Regions from separate parts of the Oryzias latipes genome. Here region 2 is linked to region 1. Evidence: chromatin contacts called from public Hi-C data. All regions are on one chromosome and are shown on one strand. The core of a region is the stretch at or near the end of the contact, and the rest is flanking DNA. Distances in the headings are between cores, read along the strand shown. Region 1 holds the start of LOC101172596 (zinc finger protein 618). Region 2 overlaps LOC105358401 (regulator of G-protein signaling 3-like).

Region 1 (5,931 bases), core at 1,816-4,315:
GTTAGCTCAATGTATTTACCGATTCCATTGCTGTGTTGTGACGCGATGTCTAAATCAAAGCAGTCATCATACTGTGCTTAGCCCCAAACATGCCTGTGTGATGTGTTTATAGGTAAATGTCATACAGAAGATATTCGTTCTACACATCCACGTGTCAACTCTTCTTTCTGTGCATCCAAGCCTAATGAAAATCATGCTTTTTATTTAAACTTTAAGCAAAAAGGGGACTTTAAAAAAAAGAAAACTGTACATTTTGTTGACGTTTATATTGTTTAATGGGTGAAAATCAAACTTTTATAAAACACTGATTGCATTCAACATACTTAATTTCCCTTATTTTTTTGCGAGTTTTATAGCTAGTATTTAGAACACAATGTCAAAATTAAATGTGTATAAAAACACATACGTGTGCTTCCTGCTTTATTTTGATTTAAGCTAGACATCTTCACTATTCAAGGGGACAAAGAAAATTCATTGATGACTTTAAATGATTAACTCAGTCAATTTAGACCACATCATCTAACTTCAGCTGCTCACAAGCAGCGATTACAGACTGCAATGTTGACTTTTTAGAAATATGTAGTTATCTTCCTTAGATTGTTTGTACCATCGCAGAATGCTTATTATAAAACCACAAGTTCTGGCTAAAAAAATATACAACACTGTTTATACACTTAAAGAAATTTTCAAAAAATCGTATCATCAAATTATTTTTTTTCTCCGATATTTTAGCTGATTCGTTAAGTGAAATTCTTTATTTAGGAAACTAACATTTTTTTAATCTACATTTAAAATGAATGTCAAGTGTGTCATAATTAGAAAAAAACTTTTTCTAAAAATCTATGGATGCTGTTTTTTTCATTTCCTGTGACACACGTGCAAGTTTTGTGGCATTCATTTGAATGAGGAGGTGTGTCAAAACTTTTTTTCTTTACTGTATATTGTAAACAAGATAATAATGACACTGTAGTGTCACTATTCTAAATATACAAAATATTTGGCACAATAACTTGATAATTTTTTTAACTTAAATTTGTTTATTTTTTTCTTGACTTAAAAAAAGTAAAGCTAACTTAAAAATGACTTCACTTTTAGGCAAAGCAGACCAACAAAGAAGTGCAGCATTACTTCAGAGTGAAGAGGAGACTGATGCTGTGTTTCCAGTAAAAACGTTAGGGGGAGACAGAGAGCCAAATGATGAGAGGCACTGAAGCGCATGCTCAAGTGTGCTGACTGGCAACTGGAAAAAAGCAACGATTTGTCTTTGGTGTACTGCTGCCCTCTGCTGGTCTAAATGTTGTATGTGGCTGGGGGTTCCTCTGTAGTTGTTACATTATGGGTAAATTTGCTATGCCTCACCATCAATTTTTGTCCTGTGATAAATCCATCCACAGCAGTGAGAGCAGTGATTTGACTGTGGCCTGTTATAGACTGGCAATCAGTGCAGCAGGAGCTTTGCTGCAGCTCTAAATTGGGTATAGTGTAGTGGACTTTAAATAAATGCTCTGAAAAGTAAGAATTCAAGGCTGATCAAAAATTCTGTTTGACCAAGCTACTTACAATGCTACCCACACAACTTTATGCAAATATAGGATGCAGGGATATTTCAAACCTAAGATTTCAAACAAAAACAAAACAATAATTGCACATTGCAATTAAAAATATCTGCACAACATGTAACAAGAATAACAGGGGAGAAACTAATCTGAAAAAGGAAATCTTAATCCATATTGCAAGAACCTCATTTTACATATTCTGAGAAGCATGTGTAGCTTTGCAGAGCACTTAAAAACAGCATTTGTAAAATTGTCCTGAGATTCACACATCTACAAAAAAACTACAAAACAAAAGTAAAACTTAAAGTATAATTGGATTTTTCGTATTTTTCCTGCACGGAAAAACAAACAAACAAACAAATGAACACAAAATGCAGGATACTCATAAAATAACTAAACACTACAATTAATTTTAGATCTCTAAGGAAGACAAAAAGTAGGGACAAGTAGGGTAAATGGACAAATATGTTCTTAACCCTTAGCAAAAAGTAGTCAATCTAAGTGTTCCACAAGTATTCCTAGTCTGTACTAAAGGTATGGCAGTGCACTAGAAGTTATATCTATAGGCTATTTTGTAAACTTAAAGTAATCCAATTTAGTCTGACGAAGCATACAGTTAGTTAGTATTCTTCCTATGGTAAATCTACATGGTCTATGATATACTTGCTATACTTATACTTAAACTCAAGTATACTTAATAACATAAACTTAAAGTGTACTATTATGTGCTGAGGGTAAACAGTAGTTGACTTATAAATCCCTATTATTATTGTTTTTGTCATCACAAAACAACTAAAGATTTGCCTTACCATTAAAACATTAAATAAAATGAGAATATAGAACAAAAAAAGAGAAAATGGCCTGAAAGTTAAAACAGAAATATTATTTTTTTCACTCAGTGTAGACATAATACTCTCCACAGTGTTGCATGTTATAATTAATGCAATCCCTATAATAATTCTGACAGAAAATGCTAAAATAAACAGTTGCCAAAAACATTTCGGCAGAAAATCAAAATATTCTCGACAATATTGTTAATTCTGTGTTTTTGAAAACCAAACTTGTTGGCCAACCAAAAACGCTCCCTGGAAAAACATCATCAGAAGAAGTGTTCAAAAACAGCAGTTTAAAAATAGTTTAAAATTTCAACAAATATATCAAAGTCCTGGAGGAATAAAAATTGGAATTTTGATGAATCAAGAAAAAAATTGAATCATCTAATCATTTGTTTATTTGATCTAGATACAAAATTAGACTGCACTTTTGATTTTTACTGCTTTACCAGCAAATAACTGTAACAGCTTTTCTGACATACACAATAGTCGTTCGTATATCAAGCAAAATTAAATACTAATCAAATCAGGAAATATCCATTTTGTTACATAAACAAATATTGAAAGTGGTCCTCTGCACATTTTTTTCCATCACTCCGTGTGCCTTTTTAGCTGGCCAACACTTTATTTTCTGTCTCCTTCTGAGACTTTTTCCCTTTTTTCTCTTTTCTTTTCTTTTTCCCCCCCCTTTCTTTTTTTTATGCGGGTTAATAAACAGGCCGGCGCTGCAATTTATGAATCTGCCCTTGTATATGGCGGACGAATTTTTCCAGAGGAGGGGACCGCAACATTAACAGACTGTGCAGCGCGCGCGCGCATAGCTTGCACGGACCCCTTAAATCTCGTCAAAATTCACAACTTAATGCGCCATTATGCTTTACTAAAATGTAACGTAGCGGGTCGCGAAGGGGGGGAAGTGGCTACCTTCTTTTTTCCCCCCATTCTTTTTCATAATTTGGAATCTCATAACTAATTCACAATTTTTGAGGAAGCAGTTTTGTGCAGTCACCTCTGGTCGGGGAGGGAGGATTTCAGGAGAGGGTGTCTGTTTCGCCTGAGCTGCATCGTTTTGGAGGTATGTCAAAACCGCTCTTTTCTTTTTTTCTGCCCTAATTTTAAAAAAAAAAACAAAATTTGTCCAAAAAATTTCAGCTGCGGATTTGAAGTTTCGTTCTTTTCACACGGTTAACGGCAGTCTCTTCAAATGTCTGCCATTAAAATGAGCTGAATGCTTGAAGCCACCTGAATCTGTAAATTTCTTTTTTCTTTTTTTCATTTTGGGCTGAATTTTAGTAATGGAGTTTTCGTGGACCTGCTGCCTTTGTCGTTTATTCACCGAGTTTGTTCAACACACGCCACCCAGATAAAAGTGTTGCCTATTACGATGTAGCAACCGGGACCAGTAACATGAAGGACGAGGAGGGGAGGAACAATCTGAAACACAAAAACCTCCTGCAGCCATGTTTTTGTGAATTTTTTTTTTCTCCAGCAAATTCAAGCAGAGCTCCGGAGTTGCTTCTCTTGCTAGTTTTCGAGCACTCTCAGATATTTTTAGCGTTTCTCTGTTAGCTATCTTATCAAGCAGAAACGCGCCACAATTATTATCCATCAAAAATACATGTCGCGACTTTTATTTTTGGAAACAGAGGGAGAGAGGGGGTTTGAAAATCTCCGTGATTTTGGCGCCACCTGTCGGCAGTAATTTTGAGAAATTAAAAAAAAAATTGCAAGGACTTGTGAGGCTTATTTTTAGCAATTGCTGCATGATTTTTCTTTATTTTACTTTAACTTTAAAATGTGACTTTTCAAGTTTATTCAGTTTTTATAACCAAATAGATCGTTCAGTTATTATACATTTTTTTAGATAAGACATTGCATAAATAATTAAAAATGCATAGCATATAACACATTTTTAGATTAACATTGTATGTATGCATCCACAAGTTTTTTTCTCTATAAATGCATATTCATTAACGCTTATTTTTGTAAAGAGAAATTTAGTAATCTGGGGGGAAAAATGTTTCTTCCAGCACTGGAGGGAGGAAAACTGTCTCAGCATAATTTGAGGATAGAAAAAACAATCACAACCATACTGTTTATATTAATCTTGCAGATGGCAAACAGTTTCCCATCTTGCATGGCTTGCTTTTATTTTCTAATGTACAGGGGGGGGGGTCCTGAGAGGCCATTTTGCTGTGGGTAATTTTAATGCTGACCTTCAAATCTGTATTCATTCAATTCAGAGAGCTGGTGGAAAATTGTGCAGTTGGTATGCAAAAATCCCAGTGTAAATTCTGACCTTTTGCGCAAAATAGGTCTAATCAAAATGCAAGACTTTCAAGTTGGGCGAACAGAAATGAAAATAGGGGGTGGGGTGGGGTGGGGGGGTAGACACGTTTTAATAGGCTGGATCTGTTTGCAAGTAATGGGAATGTTTAGATTTCAAATTCTTTGAGGATCAAGTAAGAAGTTATAAAAGTGTGGAAAAAGCTGCAGCGAAGGAAAAAAAGACCCAATTTTGTTTACTTTGCTGTTTTTTTTTTAATTTCAACAAAGTAAATGATGCCTCAGCTAAAAAAAAACATGTATCTCTAAGTTTGGAAGAGGATGTGAAATAGAGGACAGAGAAGGATTAGATTGCAGCTTTCACAATTAAAGGGTTTTAAAAAATGGTTTCTGCTCTGATTGTCATGAAAAGCTGAACAGCCGGTTGGTTTTGCCATTTCAGTAGCGAGCGACGACTTTGATTTAATACCATGTTCTTGTTTTTTTGGTTGATACGTAGTCAAGGTGAACAGTTGATGTGCTCTTATTTTCTTAGTGGCATGTGGAAACTGTCTGAAAATGGCTTCAGTTAAATTAGTCTCAAGGGAATGTTTTATTTATTTATTTTTTATCAAGGGTTGGGAGTGCTGCATTAAAAAAAAATTCTGTGCATTCTGCACATATTTTTTCTGCCTCATTCTTTGTAAAAAAAAAAAAGCACCTTATTGGTTTCATGAATAATGCATAAGGGGGTGTTCAATTGCTGCAGCAATGAAAATTAGGCCTGTTTACATGCAGTGGGTATATACACAGGAGCTTTTTCTTTTTTTATTATTATTATTTGTGAAGGTGGAGAAGATCCTGTGTAGCTTTTCTGAAAACACAAATTTTCAGCAAAGCAAATCTCATTTCTTTGAGTGAAAAGGGGAGAGGGGGGGGGACTCCCGCGGGTTTAATGAATCCATAAATCACAATAGTGCCAGGTTTGCTGCGGCTGCGTCAGCGTGCAGTGTAATTTTGATTTTCATCAAAAATTTAATCTGCCAGCCTACAAGGGTTTAGCAGCAGCCCGGATGCAGCCCTGAATTTCTAATTTTAGGGGGGAGCCTGATCTTTCAGGATTTATTTTTGTATAGTTTAAGACTGCTTTTCAATATCTCTTGTTATTAAAATTTAATTTGAGGAATTAACATATAGATTGAAAAGGTTTTTATGGGGGTTTTGAGTGTATGCTGATGGAATTTTACCAGACAACAGTTTTTTTTTTTGTCTCTTTT
Region 2 (6,128 bases), core at 3,199-5,698, 53 kb before region 1:
TTTTTGTGTCATTTTCACAGAGTCAAAGCTGTTTATTTAAAGAGATACAGACACAGTTATTCTAAACATGACCTTGAATACTTTTACAGACTCAAATACACAAACAGACTCACACTCTGGCACAGTTAGTTGTGTTTTGTGTCCTGTTTTCACCTCAAAACGTGATTTCCTCTCAATAGAGTTTGTAGCATGCTTGCCCAGCTTTGGTCACCATGATGGACAACAAACTCCTGTGATAAATAGATACAAGGGATGAAATGAAACAATGGAGCTACATTGCACATGAACGGTGCACTGGGATCTGCTTTATGTCTGCATGCACCCCCCACCTCCCCCATTGCAGCCTTTCCCTGAGAGTACGGCCCAGTTTTCAGAACACCAGGAATAGCCAAAGGGGTGCTATTAGTGCGGCTAATGTGAGCCAGGAGAAGAGGGAATAAAGAGTATGGGAAGCTTCAGATAATTGCAGAGCGAAAGAGCCTCTTGGTTCCTCGTTCGGGCATGTAAAGGGCTCAGTCAGGTGTGTGTTCTCTGCACCACAGACACCGACTTACCTCCTGAAGCGTGTTGAGCAGCGGAGCAGAAAGGTCTTACTTGTAGCTGCAGATCAAAGATCACCTTAATTTGATAATCGTTGACAGAGCATGTGTTGGCCTCTTAGCGGATCAAGTTAAGTACAGGTGGAAGCTGGGTGTATTAAATCAAATGGAGGCTGATACATGGATAATTGTATTAAAACAGGCAGAAAGTGGGGAGATGCAGTGAAGTGGAAGAACTTGACAAAGTTAATCAGAGTGTGAAAGGAAGAAAAGCTAAAGGACAGAGCTGCACAAAACCATTGTTGAATCAAGAACTGATGAAAAATTGTGGTCAAAAATAGCAGGTCTCCTTGGACTGACAACTGTTGCACACCTTTGTTCAACGCTTCTTTTCAAAGCTGGAAAACACCCCTAAATTCAGTTGAGCTATTCCAATGCGAGGCCAAACCAAGCAACCTCGGGCTCTGTGGATTAGACACATTTGAAAGAATTCTGGAAAACAGTAAATCTCTTTAGACATCTGAACGAGCCAGAGTGAGATCTGGAAGCAGGAAGGCAAAAATATATAAATAAAAACTTTTCTTCCTCCTAAAAGTTAAAATGACCCACTTGAGAGAAGGTAGCAACCCCGTGATTGATTTTGACATTCCAAATTCTCAACACAGTTTGCCAAACTGTAAAGGTTGTATGCTGTGAGATTTCATCAGTCAGCGTTGTACTTCTTACAGGCCTCAGTAAGCTTTTCCAAAAAAAGGAAGGGGTTAACAGTTTTCAATTAATTTTTGCTAGTAAGATACAAGTTGCTGATTTTGCAGCAATCGGATAAGTATTTACAAGGGATGCCACAATTCTCAATTCAAAAACTGTAAGTTACACCATTGAATCGAATTTGCATCCCTACAATATACATTTGCATATGTTTACGTTGAAAATGTTAAACATATTTGTTGAGCTAAATTTAATATATTTAATCATATTTTACTATATTTCACTAGGTTAGTGCAAGTCAACTGAAGGTTGTTGCTCATTAGCAAATTAAAAAAACAATTTTTCTGAATTTTTTTGTAAAAAAAAGACTGTGACCTAAAAATCAAAGGGTTTGTTTTCAAATTTTGGGGAAAATGAATTGTCGTATCCTTAGTATAGAGGACATGGGATAACCAAAAAACTGTTTTATTTGTGCGCCATCAAATCAAATTGGATATTTTAATAAGTCTTACCTTACTACTCAGCAGTCTATCTTGGATGTGTTGACCTACTGGAGGCCTCTGTACATACATTTGCTTTTAAACATGATGTCTTCCCTGCCCTGTGTCTCAAAATTAGTATGAACGATAAACTGGTATTTGCAGTTGACTCTCATGACCACACGGTGGCAGGAGAGAAACATACAGTTGTCCGTGGATGTTGTTATGACTTCCCTGTCACATCATTTCCACATGGGCTTAGCTTGTGTTAAACCTCACATAAATAAGACATCTTTTGTCGGGCCAAGCGCATACTTTCCGGTCCTTATAAAACGCGATCGTCTGTTATACTCACATGCTCCGCCTAAACACAAGCGTCTTTTAGTCATTATAATTGCCTAAAGTGGAATCTAAAATTAGAATTATCTAATAAATCCTATTTTAGTGTTTAAGATGAGAGTTTTTATGAACCTTGGGACTTGCGAGTATGTGCTATTCTCAGGATTGCTGCATTAGAGCGCCCTGTTATTATTTTGTCTGCACCAAAGGCCTCCATTCTGCTTAGTACTGAAGCATCTAGATTTGAGGCTCTTCATGCAGGGCTGCAGTTTTATTTAAATCAATGGATGAGTCATCTGACTGGGTGGAGAGGTTTTGATATTCCAAGAATAGAAGAACTCCATTCCATTACCTGGAGGTGATTTTTGCTCCTCGTATGGCTTAGTGCATCATTTTACAATAAACTCTAAATGAGTATTAACGTTGGGCTCTTCTTCTCTGGTGGCTTAAGGACATAAATTAGGAAATGCATGCAAATGACAACACTTCTGTTCCCAAAACCCCCAGCTTGTCAGAAAGGAACATTTGACTAATTCAGATTTGAAAAGAACTGGTTTCTGTTCCCGTAGTGAGTTTTGCAGATGCAGATTTAAGCTCCAACAGTTTATCTTTGGCATAACAGTTCAAATTAAGCAAGGATGAGTTGGCATGAGGTAGTCCTTGAATTGTCTTCTTTTTTTTGGCAGGTGTGCAATATTTCTGCTATTCTGCAGTTTGAGCCTCCTGTGATACACGGATGAGTGATAAGTGACTATAACTGGAAAGCTTGTTTCTTAATTTGGGTTGTACATTCTCTCCTGAGGCCCGTGGGTTTAGCAGTGGGACATGTTGTAGTGATTAGGCCCATCCAGCCCACAACGCTGCGCCGCATTATTAGCGGGCCAGTCAATCCGCAGTGGAAATCAAAAGCAGGGACTCAGGAAATGGGTGTTGAGTGAGGTCACATCCCAATGAGGCAGCACGTGCTGCAGGTCATGAAAAGTCAGGACACCTACCTAGGGATTGTGGGAATGTGCAGGATCCTGGAGGAGCCCATCATTGGTGCGTTACAATGTGTGGCTCTTAATACAGCACAGCTCAATAGAGCTCTGCACGAGACAGGTGAGGTGGTTGATTAGGGAGAATTTGAACGCTGATTCTGAAGTTGAAGCTGCAGGAGAGTGGAGGAACAAGCATGTTGCCTTTGCCCTGGGTCAGCTCCCTCTCAGCAACCTCTGTAGGCACATTGAGGACGGCGTGATGAAACCGAAGAGTGAGGACTGAGTCTCTCCCCTCCTTCTTTGCAAGATTTGTTCAGTCCCTGCCAAGGAACCTGCCAGGGACACTTCTGCAGGAAAGACTGAGAGACATTAGATTGACAAGATAGTGATAAAAGCCTGATTCGTACTTCTGGAAAACTCTAGAATGTAATCATGTTTGCATTTCCCTTTTTTGGCATTTATTGGTTTCACTCCATATGGATTTATTGTGCTGAAAAACCTCGTTGGAGATAATTTCCTGGGATTGCATCACTTCTGGAATCTGGATCCCCAGTCTTAACTTTTTTCTTTCCTGTCTTTTTTTGTTTTCTCTCTTTACCATCATTCCCAAACTTTCCCCACCCTTTGCTTACCTATCCCTTTCCCCTTCCTGCTTTTCTTTTTGTCTGCCGTTCCTTTACTCAGGGCCAAAGACATGAAGAACCGGCTGGCTTTCCTGCGAAGGAGGAATGAGTCCCCAGGAAGCACTCCTGCCAACAAGTTAGACAAATCCATGAAGTCAGTCAAGTAAGTCGCCACTTCCTGGCTGTTAGTGCAAGTGGGCGTGAGTGTGAGATGGTTTTTTGGATCCTAACCTGTGTTGGAGAACAGAAGATGTGGGCAGATGGAGCGATGGAAGTGTGTTGTGTAGCTTTTATAAAACTGATGGGTTGAGTTGGAATTCATCGCTTTAGGTGGTTCTATTTTATGGATTCCTTTATAAAAAAATAAAGTCAATATATCAAAATGATGCTTAGAATTTCAAACTACTTTTTGAAAAAGATAAAACGAATTTCTGTTCATAAATTAAATGTATATCGAAATGTGCTTGTACGATAAGCTAAAAACAATAATTTCATTATTTTTGTATTTTTTTTTGTGATTTAGAGAAATGAAAAAAAAACTACAGCATTTAAAATGAATTGACTTTTTTCACTCTTCAAAATATAATGTTAATAATATTAATAATACCAAATTGTCAATAAAACCAAAACTGAAAAAAATGACATTACAAAGTTTGATTAAAAGGTTAAAGCTGTTCATTATAGGAACAGGAGGCGCCAGACAGACACTCACTGGTGGTGGTGGGAGGTCCCAAGACCGCCCACCACATCCTGGTTGGGCATCTGAAGCTCCTCCCTCCACCGCCTTCCAATTCACATTGAGGGGCTAAATAAAAACCAATCCCCCCATCAGACAGAAGCAGAAGGACTCAGTGCTCTGCCAGTCATTCATGAGGCAGAGCTGAGTGTGTCTGGCAGTAGTGGAGGGAAACAGCAGAGAGGGATCCTCTACTTCCAGATTTCCACTCATCTGCTAGGCATAGACCAAGTCCTGCGAATGGGTCACACAATGAAAAACCTGGCTGAAATGGGCTTGTTGAAGAACCGCTCTGCTTTCATCTGCAGGCCCACCCCAGAGGAAGCACTAAAATGGGGAGACTCACTTGACAAACTGCTGGCACACAAATGTAAGTTTCTTTGATTTAATCCATCCTTTTTTTTTGATCATCTTTTAAAAAAAAAAGAAGAAAAAAATATAGAGATGGAAGGTTGGAACACAGAAGCTGTAGTAACAGGGATTGCACATGTTGTAAGTAGGCACATTTCCATAATCCTCACAAAGTCTGGAGGACAGGGTGAAGCTGTAATTGTGTGGCTTCTGAGTGTATTTTCAAATCCATCCAGATTCCAATTTTAAGAACAAAAAAAAAAAAACGGGGATACAGATCCAGCGCCACATCTGTTTCTTATTCAGCCTCCTTGACCGCTTTGCTCCCTGTTTTCTCATTTCCTTTCCTGCACCTCTTACCTCACTCCTGTTTTTTTTTTTGTATCTATATCAGAGTGAGGTAAGAGATGACGGCCACAGGGCTCTGCTGTTTCAGCGTGGGTGATTCATGGGAACGGAAAGGTGCAGACAGGAGCCTTGTGTGGGCATGGCTTCCGGCAATTCTTTACTCTGGATGCACTCTTCCTTTAATCATTGACTGGACAGAAAGTTGAAAGAGCCCAAGGTGCTAAAGTTAGTCACTAAGTCAATCCCCTCGTGAAAACAATCGCCCTTTTGTTAAGTGATAGAGCAGCCGTTACTCTGAACATTAAGGAAATTTGGAGTCACTGGGTGATGTCACAAAAGGAGTGTATTAGACTTTGATAAGCCTCGTCTTTCTTTTTTTTTTGCTTCCCACATGACTCAAAAGGCAACCACAGAGCTATTTTAAGCCAAGGAGGGCTTCAACTGTGAGGTTGCTATGGCACTTCACTCAACTCTCCCCTTTGTTTATTCTCCTCTTTCGTTTCAGATGGCCTGGCAGCCTTTAGAGCTTTCCTGCGCACAGAGTTCAGCGAGGAAAATCTGGAATTCTGGCTAGCATGTGAGGAATACAAGAAGATCAAGTCACAGTCCAAGATGGCCTCAAAAGCCAAGAAAATCTTTGCAGAATACATTGCTATCCAGTCTTGTAAAGAGGTAAGAGTGGGCGAACACAGCTCATTTTCCTTTGATGTTGGGGGAAACAAAAAAAAGAAGTAAAACCTGGTTTCCTATTTCCCTCTGCAGGTGAATCTGGACTCCTACACAAGAGATCACACTAAAGACAACCTGCAGAATGTGACGCGTTCCTGCTTTGAACTAGCGCAGAGGCGGATATACGGGCTGATGGAGAAGGACTCATACCCCCGTTTCCTGCGCTCAGAACTTTACTCGGACTTAATTAACCAAAAGAAGCCCAGTGCCACTTCCACTTCGTCTTCATCGTAAAAAGACAAGGAACACGAGGAAATAGAGTGTTGGTGAAAGCAAAACAAAGGGGCAGACTTGAA

What was found. A called contact is a pair of places that touch in the nucleus more often than the background predicts.
Region 2: a Hi-C map of embryo shows a contact between it and region 1, with 2.3 times the contacts expected there. The contact joins the enhancer-like site here to the promoter of LOC101172596 in region 1. A contact is called at or near these places in 5 of 5 Hi-C or Micro-C datasets (embryo, fibroblasts and gastrula embryo).

Annotation. Positions count from the first base shown.
Region 1 is chr12:11,862,784-11,868,714 of ASM223467v1, reverse strand. It overlaps LOC101172596 (zinc finger protein 618), which reads left to right and starts at 3,065. Exons shown (of 13, transcript XM_023960535.1): 1 at 3,065-3,464.
Region 2 is chr12:11,916,906-11,923,033 of ASM223467v1, reverse strand. LOC105358401 (regulator of G-protein signaling 3-like) reads left to right here. Exons shown (of 20, transcript XM_023960529.1): 17 at 3,730-3,831; 18 at 4,713-4,774; 19 at 5,609-5,775; 20 at 5,866-6,128. The coding sequence ends at 6,066. Among protein-coding and RNA genes, the nearest start is that of LOC101172596, 54 kb to the right of the region's middle. Within about 2 kb of position 4,448, at least 6 of the 8 cell types and tissues checked have an H3K27ac peak or open chromatin away from gene starts, as enhancers often do. A contact at or near this core is called in embryo and gastrula embryo, where this site is marked.